2 separate regions of the Ovis aries genome follow, and region 2 is linked to region 1. A link is a contact called in public Hi-C data. All regions are on one chromosome and are shown on one strand. The core of a region is the stretch at or near the end of the contact, and the rest is flanking DNA. Distances in the headings are between cores, read along the strand shown. Region 1 overlaps SMYD2 (SET and MYND domain containing 2). Region 2 holds the start of SMYD2 (SET and MYND domain containing 2).

Evidence for each region. A called contact is a pair of places that touch in the nucleus more often than the background predicts.
Region 2: a Hi-C map of muscle shows a contact between it and region 1, with 4 times the contacts expected there. The contact joins the promoter of SMYD2 here to the enhancer-like site in region 1. A contact is called at or near these places in 4 of 16 Hi-C or Micro-C datasets (hypothalamus, mesenteric adipose tissue, muscle and 1 more).

What each region holds. Positions count from the first base shown.
Region 1 is chr12:68,711,018-68,717,403 of ARS-UI_Ramb_v3.0, forward strand. It overlaps SMYD2 (SET and MYND domain containing 2), which reads right to left. Exons shown (of 12, transcript XM_015099365.3): 6 at 4,207-4,274; 7 at 1,378-1,480. Among named protein-coding and RNA genes, the nearest start is that of SMYD2, 41 kb to the right of the region's middle. Within about 2 kb of position 2,909, at least 2 of the 54 cell types and tissues checked have an H3K27ac peak or open chromatin away from gene starts, as enhancers often do. A contact at or near this core is called in muscle, where this site is marked.
Region 2 is chr12:68,752,898-68,759,021 of ARS-UI_Ramb_v3.0, forward strand. SMYD2 (SET and MYND domain containing 2) reads right to left here and starts at 2,436. Exons shown (of 12, transcript XM_015099365.3): 1 at 2,109-2,436. The coding sequence starts at 2,281.

The DNA of each region.
Region 1 (6,386 bases), core at 1,659-4,158:
AAAATAGCAGTAGTGTTAGTCACTCAGTCACGTCCATCTCTTTGTGGCCCCATGGACTGTAGCCCAGTCAGGCTCCTTGGTCCATGGAATTCTCCAGGCAAGAATACTGGATTGGGTAGCCATTGCCTTCTCCAGGGGATCTTCCCAACCCAAATTATTTTAAATGAAATGTATTTAAAGTGATTACATTGCCTAAATATTCAAGTGTCTTGTTATAGACATCAGGATTTAAGAACGTATTGTATACATCTGGTCGGAGAAGGCAATGGCACCCCACTCCAGTACTCTTGCTTGAAAAATCCCATGGACAGAGGAGCCTGGTGGGCTGCAGTCCATGGGGTCGCTAAGAGTCGGACACAACTGAGCGACTTCACTTTCACTTTTCACTTTCATGCACTGGCGAAGGAAATGGCAACCCACTCCGGTGTTCTTGCCTGGAGAATCCCAGGGATGGGGGAGCCTGGTGGGCTGCCGCCTATGAGGTCGCACAGAGTCGGACACGACTGAAGTGACTTAACAGCAGCAGCATACACCTGGTAAGGGCTGGTCAGCATTCTCAAGGGGAGACACCTGACGCGGTGGTTGTGGAACCACATGGCACAGGACAGAAGGGAATCGCTGAGCAGGCTCGCCCCCTACCCCGAGGCTGGGGAGGGCAGCTCGTGGTGGCCCTGACCGCAGACTGCCTCTCCCCACCCCATCTGAATTCCATCCCCAGGAAGGGAACTGTCCCAAGGGCAGAGGTGCAGGGGATGTGATGTGAACGCACCATGTGTCATCTGGGGCTGTAACTCATTAGCTACTGCTGGGTTGCTTTGCTCTTTGGGGGGAAGAAAAACAGGCTGAAATTCACGAATCAAAAGTAAACTCCATTATTTGGAAGTGGGAACTCAGAGCCTCTAAGATTTCATTATGGTTATTTTGGCAGTCTCGTTTCTCTATAAATCTCTGTAAATCTTTGTGAGGAACTTTATTCGAATTTAATCTTCCTTGTTCCCCCCCCCCCCCCGCCCCACCCCGCCTTTGGCCACAGCTTCCCAGGTGGCGCTAGTGGTAAAGAACCCACCTGCCAATGCAGGAGATGTAAGAGACATCTAGGTTCAGTCCCTGGGTGGGGAAGATCTCTCGGAGAAGGGCATGGCAACCGACTCCAGTATTCTTGGCAGAGAATGCCATGGACAGAGGAGGCTGGTGGGCTACAGTCCATGGAATCACAAAGAGTCAGACACAACTGAGCAACTAACACTTTCACAGGTGGACACACTGAGCACCCAACGGGAGCGAAAAGTGTGGACTCCACGCCACAGGTCTGATCTTGAACCCGGAGGACCCGAGGATGGTACCCACCGCCACAGCCACCCTCAGCCACACACTCACCTCCTCTCCCGGGTGGATTTCCTGCACAGCTCTGACTTCAGCCAGGGTCCCCTTGTAGGTCACAATGACATTGGGGCAACAACTATGATTCATCAGTGCAACACTGTCAATCAAAAGAGAAAACCCAACATTCTCAGGAGGCAGATGGACTGCTCAGGTAACTCCGTGGCCACTTACTTGCTAAGTTATGGAAACTGTGTTTTTGCAGGACATTAAAAAAAAAAAACAAAAAACTAAGAGCTGGTCTAAGGGGCTATTCTGCATGCATTTATAACAAGATCTAACATCTTAAATTGGAACAATAGTGAAAAGTGAAATCTGCAATGCAAAACAGTGATAGCTAAGCCAAAAACAAAGAAAAAATAAAAACACATAATAAAGAGTGAAAACAACAAATGCCTTCCTGTTAGATGTAGGACTCAAAACTCAACACCCACAGTAAACTGCTCCTCCACCGGAGACTGTGTAAGACAAACAGGCTGTCGTTGCCAAGCAGGTTTTATATCAGAGGATGACTTCTAACATGCTGTCTTCAGATGTTGAGAAATCACCACTGGGGGAGACGCTGGCTTCCTGAGTGAGGGTGTGGGATCCCCCGAGAGACCCGGAGGGGCCCGTCTGACTCTCTGCAACCTCCATCTCCTCATCCGGAAAATTGGGCCATCAGTCGCTCCTGCTGATCGCGGGTCGCTTTACAAGGGACAGTGGGGACAGACAGTCGCCTACGCGAGGGCTTTGAGCTTTCTGGTTACATCAAGGTCAAAGTTCTGAGAACAGAAATTTCTAAACTACAGGGGAAGAGTGCTTGATCTCTGAAAACGCTGCCTTTGAAATCACAATGTTGATATGATTCTCAGCAAAAGGAATTTTTCCCCCCCAATTAAAACTGGAATCTGGGACTCAGAGGGGCACTCAGATCCATGTGTACAGCGGCTCTGGTGGCTGGGGTCACCTGCCTGGACCCTCCACGACCAGAACCCATTCTCCTGTTTGCTCCGTGAAGATCTAAAAAAGCGAGAGGTTGGAAACGGTGCAGAAGAACCACCCCAGGTTGCTGTGTCTGGGGAAGCCACTGCTAGAAGTTTCGATGAAGGGTGGGGCTGGCCTGGGGCCGGACGCGCAGCGGTTTCCTGTCTTGTCTGCGGGAAAGGTCATCTCCACCCTCCTTCCTGGCCCACCTGACTCCCTGGCAAGTCATGCACAGGGAATCAGGCCCTAGGAAATAAACAAATGCCCCAGACACTGTTCTCAACACTTTGTCGTTGGTGTTTAGTCGCTCAGCCATGTCTGACTCTTTGCGACCCCATGGACTGCAGCCTACCAGGCTCCTCTGCCCATGGGATTTCCCAGGCAAGAGTACTGGAGTGGGTTGCCCTTTCCTTTTCCAGGGGATCTTTCTGACCCAGGGATCAAACTCCTGCATTGGCAGGTGGATTCTTTACCTCTGAGCCACCAGGGAAGAAGTATTAAGTAACCAAGCTCAAAATAGACCGCTGGCTATCTTTCTCATGAAGGCAGGGGAGCTGCCTGAAGGCAGAAGACCTGACCTAACTCATGTTCTGGGTGCCGTGTTCTCGTGGCAGCCGCTGGGGTGAAGCCTCAAACACCACCATGCTGAGCCTGGTTTTCACTCTTTCAGATACAAGACGAGACATTCTAGGGCTCGTTTCAGGGCTGAAGTAGTCAACGCAAGCCGTCTAAAGAGGTCTAGTCACCTTTCTCTGTTCTCCTTCCTCTTCTCAAGGGCAAAAGTCCTAAAGAACCTCTCCTGAAACCATTTCTTCCCTCCCTGTCGGAAATCTAAATGCAGACAATTTTGGCCATAGAAACAGTAATATGACGGGAATACACTGTTCGTTTCTCTGGTTCGAGAAAGCCTGTGTAGCTTCTCAAGAGACATGCCCCTAACAGAGTTTTCTCTTTTGGACCCATATGATGCATGGAGCTGGGTATGACAGATGTGTAGGCTTCAGGTGCCATCCATGGCCAATGCGTGGGTGTTAAGGGTTTCCTGCAACTGCTCCAACCTAGAGGCAGAGGTGCCTGTAGTTTATATTAAGCAACATCACTCTAGACCAAACTAATCTCCAGTGTGGATGGACTCAGATAGGGGGTGCTGGAAGCTCTCCTTTGTTCCATCTGTGAAGCCAGGGCTTGATGTTTGGGACTGATGTATCAGGAGACTATCCTGTCCTTTAAACAGATAACGGCAAAGCCATGCTTGGCAGAGCTGTAACGTTAAAGTCAGAGCTGTAACGATTTCCACTGGTCAACTGACTGGCCTTTCTTGAATTACTTGTATATTCCTGAGGTTAAGAAAAATCCTATAGGTCTGTGAAATTTATCCCTAGTTCACTACTTTAGCATACTGTCCCTCCAAAATGTGCTGTTTCTATACTGGTATATTTCAAAAAAGGACAGATAGGGAAGGAGCTTATATAGTCCCTACGTACGTCTACAGTCAATTCCCAGCAATTAATGTTTTCCTTTGAGTGAAAGAAACCCAAAGATTTCCAGAACCACAGCTATGCAAAAAAGCAAATTTCTCAGCAGGACCTGGGTTGTTTCTTCTATGCGCACTCTGAAATATTCTTTAATAACAGCTCTCTACCTAGCAGGACTTAACAAGCAACTGTTCTCTTAACTACTACCTTCAGATCCTTAAATGCAGGGGAAATATTTTGAAATCTGGCAGAATTAAAAAGGGGATTTAATTCACTCAGAGTTTCATGTCTGCCACATGCAGCTAGGGAGGTTATTGGAAATTTTAAAAAAAAAATCAGTGTTAAATAAGTAATAAGGAAAGAGATGAAGTCACACTCAGCCTACTCAGGAAATATTGCTGATCCCAAATGAGAAAGTTCTTCATCTTCGATTGTGAAGCCATTACAGTTAACCTGCGGTGAGAAAGGGGAGAGAGAGAAAGGGGGAAAAATGAGCTAAAGCTTCTTTCTGGATAGAAATCACCTCTTTAGCTGGGAAGACGTTTGGTTTAGTGATCGGAACACCTCTTTTGAACAAGGTATCCTACGTTCAGACACTACTTACCGAGCGGTCTCACGTGTAAACAGATACAAGCTGAACTGTCAAGTCTGAAGCATCTAGTCCAGCCCACCTGCCCGTGGTGGCGGAAGGTCACAAAGCACCACTAAGGCTCCAAGGACTCAAGTCTGCAGAGCTGCATGGGAGCCCGGACATGTCACTCTAACCCCAGTTCTGCCCCAGGTCTGGAGTGGGATCTCAAGCCCGTCACTGTGTCCCTTCTGTGCTCAGTCTTCTTCTGCTAAAAAAAGAAGCCACTTGATCTGGTACCTCGCTCATAAGGTGAGGTGGTACATCTGACAGGCTTTACACAGCTAATCTAACTGCTGTCCATCCCCTTGAGAGGCAGGGAGACCAAGACCCTGAAGCTAGGGCGCTGCGAATGTCCCTTCCTGCCTCAGACACATCAACCACTGGCCACCTACTCATCTGTGGCAGGAAGTATTACCCTGAAAATCACCAAGGGCAGCTCTCAGCATCCCAGAAGTCAAGCTTAGAGCTGGTGGGCTGAAGATGAAGACTATACATCTCCAACTTTAGGCTGTTCCATAAACTCACTCTTTGCACATTCACCGAGGAAACCTTATATGCTGGGCGCTCTGCAGAGAAGGAAGACCAGGCCAAATCTGCACCCTCCAGGAACACCCAGGCCACTGGGAGACAGCTCAGTGAGGGTTTTTCATTTGTACCTACAACTTCACAGCTGGAAGGGAACTCTGTCCCTTTACTTCTCAGATGATGAAACTAAGGTCAGAGAAGGGCAGTGACTCGACCAAAGCCAGCAGCAAAGGTTGAGAGCCCACCTCTTCCCGTGCTGCTAAGAGGCTGTCTGTGAAGCATGCATGCTGAACAATTCCACCCCGTGAGCTGCAGTCAGGCTCTTCCCCATCAGACACACAGCACGGCTGTGTTTCAGGCCAAGGGATGAGCTTTGTGAAACACTACTTTGCTGAGCGCTTAGTCCAGACTACCCACTGGGCTGGGTGCTGCACATTGACCCTCCCTCAAATCTACAATACTATCCCATTTTACAGATGGGGAAATTGAGGCCCAGGGAGGTCAATGATTAAGTAATGCAAGGCCATATAAGTAGCAAGTGGCAGAAAAGGAGTCAAAAGTCAAACTAGGCATTCTAATAGTGAGGCTGTCAGAAACACAAGTGTGTCTTTTCACCATACCATGCTTCTTCTAAAATTGTTCTGATCTCTGATTCTTCTGGTTGTAATTTTACTTAAAAGCAAAGGGCCTGTGTCAAAGGCTTGGAAATCTTGGTACATAGAGAAGTAAAGAATCCGATGGGTTTGACTTACAGCTTTAACCATTCGATACATTTACAACCAGTATTTACGATTTTCAACGCAAAAAGAGATGACTGCAGTGAGTAAAACAATATACAGTCTTTGGAATCCTGAGGTGTCAGGCATTTTTATGTAGAAAACACAGCATACTGTGTTTTGTGTGGGCCTCAGGTACTCTAACCTCTTCTGTCATCAGGACATTCACCAACCATCATTCACCAGGGACCACCAACCAACATCGGGTTAAGAGTAAATCAGGATTTTCATTCATTCAGCTAAATTTACTGAGGCCTGAACTATGCGTCCTGCACCTGACCAGGTACTGAGGGATCTATACGCAGTCTCGGATTGGGATACTAACATGCCTCGGCCGTGTCTGGTTCCCATAGGACAACAACAAATTTTGCAAAGTGGAAGAAGGCGTGTAAGAATGTAGCAATTTTCACAATGGATCTCTGGACTGACAGCTCCTGACTAGCTCTGAAGGGTGAGGGCCCCAGACATGCGCCTTTGCTTTGTAATCTCTTCCTCTGTAAGGACCGTTTGTAATTCCAAATTCCTTCCGGCTTGATGTTCACGCCCACGGGCCCCTTTATTCCCTTTCCCTGTCCTCTTACTGTGAGGGAGAGTGCGTTTCCACCACAAAGAAAGACTCCTGTGAACGCAGGT
Region 2 (6,124 bases), core at 1,186-3,685, 41 kb after region 1:
TTTGAGATTGATCTAGCCACTAATTCTAAGTGAACTGGATTTAAAAGAAACCAGAGAGTGAGTACAAAGATATTTCTGATTTCACAGGTGTCATGATGTCATGATGTCATCATAGCCTGTGTGTTATTTCAGCTGATTTCAAATGAGTCCTCAGGGAGAGAGAGGAAAGGAACTGTGGGTGTTGACAGAAGTTCACCTAAGCCAGAGAAAAGCAGGAGGAGGTGCAGTGGTCCCTCCCCGGTGCAGGGGCAGCGCCGGAGAGGGGCCGAAGGCAACAGTGACACTAATGACTGTCATTCAGAAAAGGGGGAAACAGAGGCAAACGCCATCCCATAGGGCGGGGTGACTGGCCAAGCTGCACCTGGGGCACCTTCCGGTCTGGAGGTGAGGGCGTGTGTAGCAGGTACAGTTCGGAGGCGAAAGAGAACCATCTCTCTGCTCTGCTGCTCCACTGCGAGCCCAGCTGGATTTGATCTATAATTCACCGGAGGAGGAGTCTGGTAATAGACATCTGAGCGCCTACTAGGTGCCTGGTCCCGCAGTCTTCTCTGCCACGATGGATCCCAGGAATCACCAGGATCCCTGACAGAGGAGGGAGGCCCCTTCTGTGTGGGGTGACCTTGCTTTGCTCCTGCCACTCCAGACACCCACGCTGCTTCAGACTCTGAGCCACAGCGAGGCTCAGAAGATCAAGGGACCAGACACAGCAGCCTTTTTAACTTTGGGAAAACCCAATGCTCACTTCACTCAAACGTCGCAAAGTGGTGCCATGACCCTTTAGCTCTTGGCTCACCAATTCAAAGAGACACATCACATACAGCCCTTAAGCTGCCCACGGCATGATTCTGTGTCTAGTTCCTTTCCAGGTCCCCCCAAAGCGGAAGACAGCTCTGGCAGGGAGTCTGGGCAAGATGACTATAGTATTTAGCTTTTGTCCCTTCTTTTGCTCTGTCTTACCGTGGAATAAGATGAACATATCTCAGGCACTGAGTTCTTCGGTGTGTGTTGGACTGGAGACCTGTATTCAAAAGGTACCTGCAAACCTCAGGTGGGCTTAATCTAGCCCAGAAATCTCCACTTGGAAGATGAAGAAACTGAGGTTCAAAGAAAGGGAAACAGGGTCCGGGAAGGTTCCATGGCATAAACTCCAATGCCATGGTTCCTGCCTCAGTCCTTTTATTGAAGACTTGGCTAGGTAGGCAATGGGCAGAACTGAGAACATCAGATTTCATTTTCTTAACTATAAGCGTGAATATACATACTTCTTCTCTGGGCAGTAGTTCTCTCCCCCTTAAAACTGAAAGTGTTGCATTCACGCTTTCTAAGGGTGCCTTTAGGTCTGAAATTGTCATAAGGCTTGAAGATATAATTATGCGTTGGTGTATGTGAATATATACACATATACACACATACATGATTTGCTCCATTTAAATACCAATTCTAACCAGACGTTTTGCCTAATCCCCCAAGCAACCAGGTTTTCCCAACCCCAAACCAGGGCTAGATCCCGTCCCCCCGTTGCAGTCCCTCTGAACCCCGGATCGGTGCCCTCCTGGCTTCTCCCCAAACACCAAGCGCAGAGGGTGACAAGAAAGACGAGGGGCCACGTACTTCACAAGAAATACGAAGTGTCATTAAGTTCCTCGGCGGTAACACGGCAAGCCTGCGGCAGCGCGGGGCTGGGGGGAAGTAGGAGGGCACAGATCTCATCGCAGGAAGCACAAGTGAAAGGTGACTTGTGCTGTGGCCGCTGCGCGAAACCTGGGGCCCCGCCGGCAAAGCGCCGAGTGGCCAGGGCTGGGGAGCAAGTCTGGCTCCGAGCCCACGTGTTGCAGGCACGACCCTGCCCTGGCGGGTTCGCACAGCCCGCCGGGGCCAGCAGGGAAACGTGCCGTGGTGCAGGGCGTGCGGCGGGAACTTGGCAGGTCTTGCTGAGTGCACGTGGCCCGGCCAGTCCCGGGTTCCAGGTCCCCTCCCGCTCCCCACCCCCGCCCTGGAGCCGCGGGCGCTAGGACCCCGCGAGGCGCGCGCACTCCCGCCCGCCCGCGCGCGCGGCGCCCCCCCCCCCGCCCCCCCGAGCCCCTGCGCGCCCGCCGGCGCCGCCCTACCTGGCGAAGCAGAACTCGCAGTGGTTGCCGCGCTCGCTGACCGTGAGCACGTAGGCGTAGGCCGGGCAGGAGAAGAGCAGGTCCCCCACCTGGAAGGGCTGCAGGGCCCGCAGACCCCGGCCCTTGCCCGGGCTGCAGAAGCGCTCCAGCCCGCCGTCGCCCTCGGCCCTCATCCCGGTGGCCGGGCTGGCGCGGTGGGGGGGGGGGAGCCCCGCGGCTGCGGCTCCCCGCGCGCTGTTATTGGAGCAGCGTCACCCGGAGCCGCGGGGGCGGGAAGCCGCCCGGCGGACGCGGCGGCCACCGCTTCCCCGGAAGGGACGGCGGCCCCGCCCGGCGCTCGCGCGCCCCCGGGAGGCGGGGGACCCGGCCCGGCGGCCCCGCCCCGCGCGCGGGACCCTCGCCCGCGGCCCCCACTCGGCCAACTGTCGGCCGCTGCGGCCACCGCCCGGAGCTGCGTCCCACCGGGCGGCTCCAGGCAGGAGGGCGGAGGCGTGTGCGTCCTGGCGGAGGGCGCGGGCCGCGGCCGCGTTCCGGTGGGCGGGATGGGGTCGCGGTGGGGCAGGTACCCAGAGCCTCCCCTGGACCAGCCAGTAGGATGGCCCGCGCGGGGTTAATAGAAGTTGGCGGGGTTGGGGGGCAAGATGCTTCTCAACCTTCAGTTGGTTCGTCTGTCCTTGTCGAAAACCCTAGAAGGAGTCCTCGGGGAACGCCGAAGGGAAACCGCAGTAGGAAACTGATGTGCAGAGGGTTCAAAGGTGCCTCCCCAAGGTGAAAGGTTTTTAGAGCCCAGTGTGACTCCCAGCAATCTCAAGTATTGATTGTGAACCTACTTTTTTCCCTCTGCCCCTCCGGTGGAAGTTAATTACGTGGACGGAAAAGGAAGTGCACTGGTCAGGCTTGCTCACTCAGACTCTGCGTACAGGCAACGATGCGGAGGGGGCAGGAGATAACCTTTCAGTCAAGGAACTTAAGACTTGCCCGGAGACAGTGCCCTGCTGTGGCCAGAGCACACGGCTAGGGGTCGAATCGGCTTGACCACGCACTGTCATCTTAGAAAAGTCAATTAGGTTATGAGTCACAGAGAGGATTTTCCGTATGAGAAAGAAGGGTTTAATCTGTTCTGCATAGGAGTGTGGAAAGGCTGCAGTTGATGTGCGGGCTTAAGGACTCCGTGTATGAAGAGAGGATTTAGCAAAAGCACTAATACTGAAAGTGTGATCTCAAACTGGGTTGCCTGTGTAAGTTCAGGAGTAGTTCAGCAAAGGGTAAGATCAATGTGATTTGAGTATGTCATCAGAATTTTTGACCCTTCAGTAAAACTCCTAAAATGAAAAAGCCTCTGGCTTTCCTGAAGAGGAGAGTACATCATGGATACTCTCCCATTTAGACAGTTTAAGAAGCATTCACTGAGCACCCACTGTGGCCAGTCAGTGGGATAGAAAGAGGGGCAAAATGTGGGCCTGGGCCTTTTCATTGCATACATTCACAATCCTTATTGGGTGTTACCAGGTCAAATACTGGGCTAAGTGGCTTAAACACATTACCCCCATTAAATATGTAATTCTAACTGCCCAGTGAGTTAGGTGTTATATGTTTCCCATTTCCAAAACTAGGAAACTAAAACTCAGAATACTTTCCAAGGCTACACAGCTAGGTTGCAAAATTTGGTTTCAGCGTCCAGTCAGTCTGACTATGAGGCCCAGGCTCTTAAGTGAAATGACTCTCTGCAAAGACAGCTCTCTGAGACAAGTGGTGTTATAGCGGCTTGTACAAAGCGTTCTGCAGGCAAACAGGCAGGAGAGGACAAACAGCGTGGAGAATGCAGGTTTGGTCAAGGCAGGTGCCACATTCACGTAACCTTTGAGCTGGGCATGGATGATGGATGAGACTTAAGCACAAAAGAAGAGGACAGTTGGTCGGGCTGAAAGAATTTCGTGTGAAGACAAAGGGACTTGAAAGAAAGAATGGTGTGTGGTTGCAACCTGCTGTGTTGAGTGGAGCCTGAGATCTCAGGGAGAGGACAGGAGGTGAGGCAGGAGCATACGGAGGGCATCTTCTCAGGAGACGAGTTTCCTCCCAGAGGAGGTATGGGGGTCACTGAAAATGGTTAAGCAGAGGGGTGCGCTGATCAGTCCAGTGCTGTGAACAGTTCTGCTGCAGCCTCGCCGATAGACTGGAAGGGAGGCGACTGAACACGGGACCACCTGTTAAGACACCACTGGACACGGCGGGCACATGACAGTCAATCTTGTAGGCTCAAGACGGGAACCAGAGACTTCCCTGGTGGTCCAGTGGCCAAGACTCCAAGCTCCCAATGCGGGGGCCCGGGTTGGATCCCTGTTTGGGGAACTAAATCTCGTATGTTGAAACTGAAGATCCCACATGCTGCAACTAAGACCCAGCACAGCCAAATAAATAAATAGTGTTTTTTTTAAACCGCCCCCCTCAAAAAAAACAGGAACCATAAATATTCTAGAATTTGGGGGAATGGAAGAGGCATTTTCTTACTAATGAGGAAAATGAAGCAGAGCTAGCAAGAGATTCCAAGACATATTCATTCATCATTTAAATATTTATGATATGCTTACTGTGTTCCAGAAACAGTGATAAAGGCTTGGGATATAATGGTAATGAGAACAACAACAAAAATCTGACTTAGTCCCTGTCCTCACAGAGCTTTGTACAGTCTGTCTGGCAGAGGAAGCGGACATTAATCAGATAATCACATAAACAAATATAAACTGTCAACAGTCTCAAGTGCTGGAGCAGTGCTTAGAGGACATGACCTAGTCTAGGAATGCTTTTCCGAGCACCGAAGAATTGATGCTTTTGAACTATGGTGTTGGAGAAGACTCTTGAGAGTCCCTTGCCTGCAAGGAGATCCACCCAGTCCATTCTAAAGGAGATCAGTCCTAGGTGTTCTTTGGAAGGAATGATGCTAAAGCTGAAACTCCAGTACTTTGGCCACCTCATGCGAAGAGTTGACTCATTGGAAAAGACTCTGATGCTGGGAGGGATTGGGAGCAGGAGGAGAAGGGGACAACAGAGGATGAGATGGCTGGATGGCATCACTGACTCGATGGACGTGAGTCTGAGTAAACTCCAGGAGTTGGTGATAGACAGGGAGGCCTGGCGTGCTGTGATTCATGAGGTCGCAAAGAGTTGGACACGACTGAGCGACTGAACTGACTGACTGAGGAATGCTTTTCAGAGACAGTAATGACTGAACTTAATCAAGAGAAAAGGAGGGACAAGCATTCTAAACAGAGGGAACAGCATGTGTAACCGAGCAGGACCCCGTGGGGCCTTCTGGGAACAGATCCCAGCCCCTCCCATGTCCCCCACCTGCCTCCTGTCTGTAGGAAAACTTTAGCCTCCCAGGCCTTCCCCAGGTTCCAAGGAGTAAGTTTAATCTAAGAAGTGAGAGAATGTACAAAAAAGGGAAAACAGTCAAGCAAGACAAAACAATAGTTTATCCATTAAATAAAGCCAAAATAATTTAGTTCCTCCTCAAGGGTTATATGGCAACTCACTCCAGTACTCTTGCCTGGAAAATCCCATGGACGGAGGAGCCTGGAAGGCTGTAGTCCATGGGGTCGCTGAGGGTCGGACAAGACTGAGCGACTTCACTTTCACTTTTCACTTTCATGCATTGGAGAAGGCAATGGCAACCCACTCCAGTGCTCTTGCCTGGAGAATCCCAGGGACGGCAGAGCCTGGTGGGCTGCTGTCTATGGGTTCGCACAGAGTTGGACACGACTGAAGCGACTTAGCAGCAGCAGCATCAAGGGTTATAGGTAATATTCTGAGCCATCCTCTGGGCTGCTTTACAGATACTGAAATCCCTGTCAGGTGGAAGAAGTTAACTGCATGGTGACCATCAGCACATCACAGACCCCAGACAGGTTGGAACCAGAAGGTTGATGATGTTGACTCCAGATTACCTCCCTCCCAACTGATCAGAATGTCTGCAAGTTGGTCGTACACCCCACAACCCCATCACCATTTTTAAAACC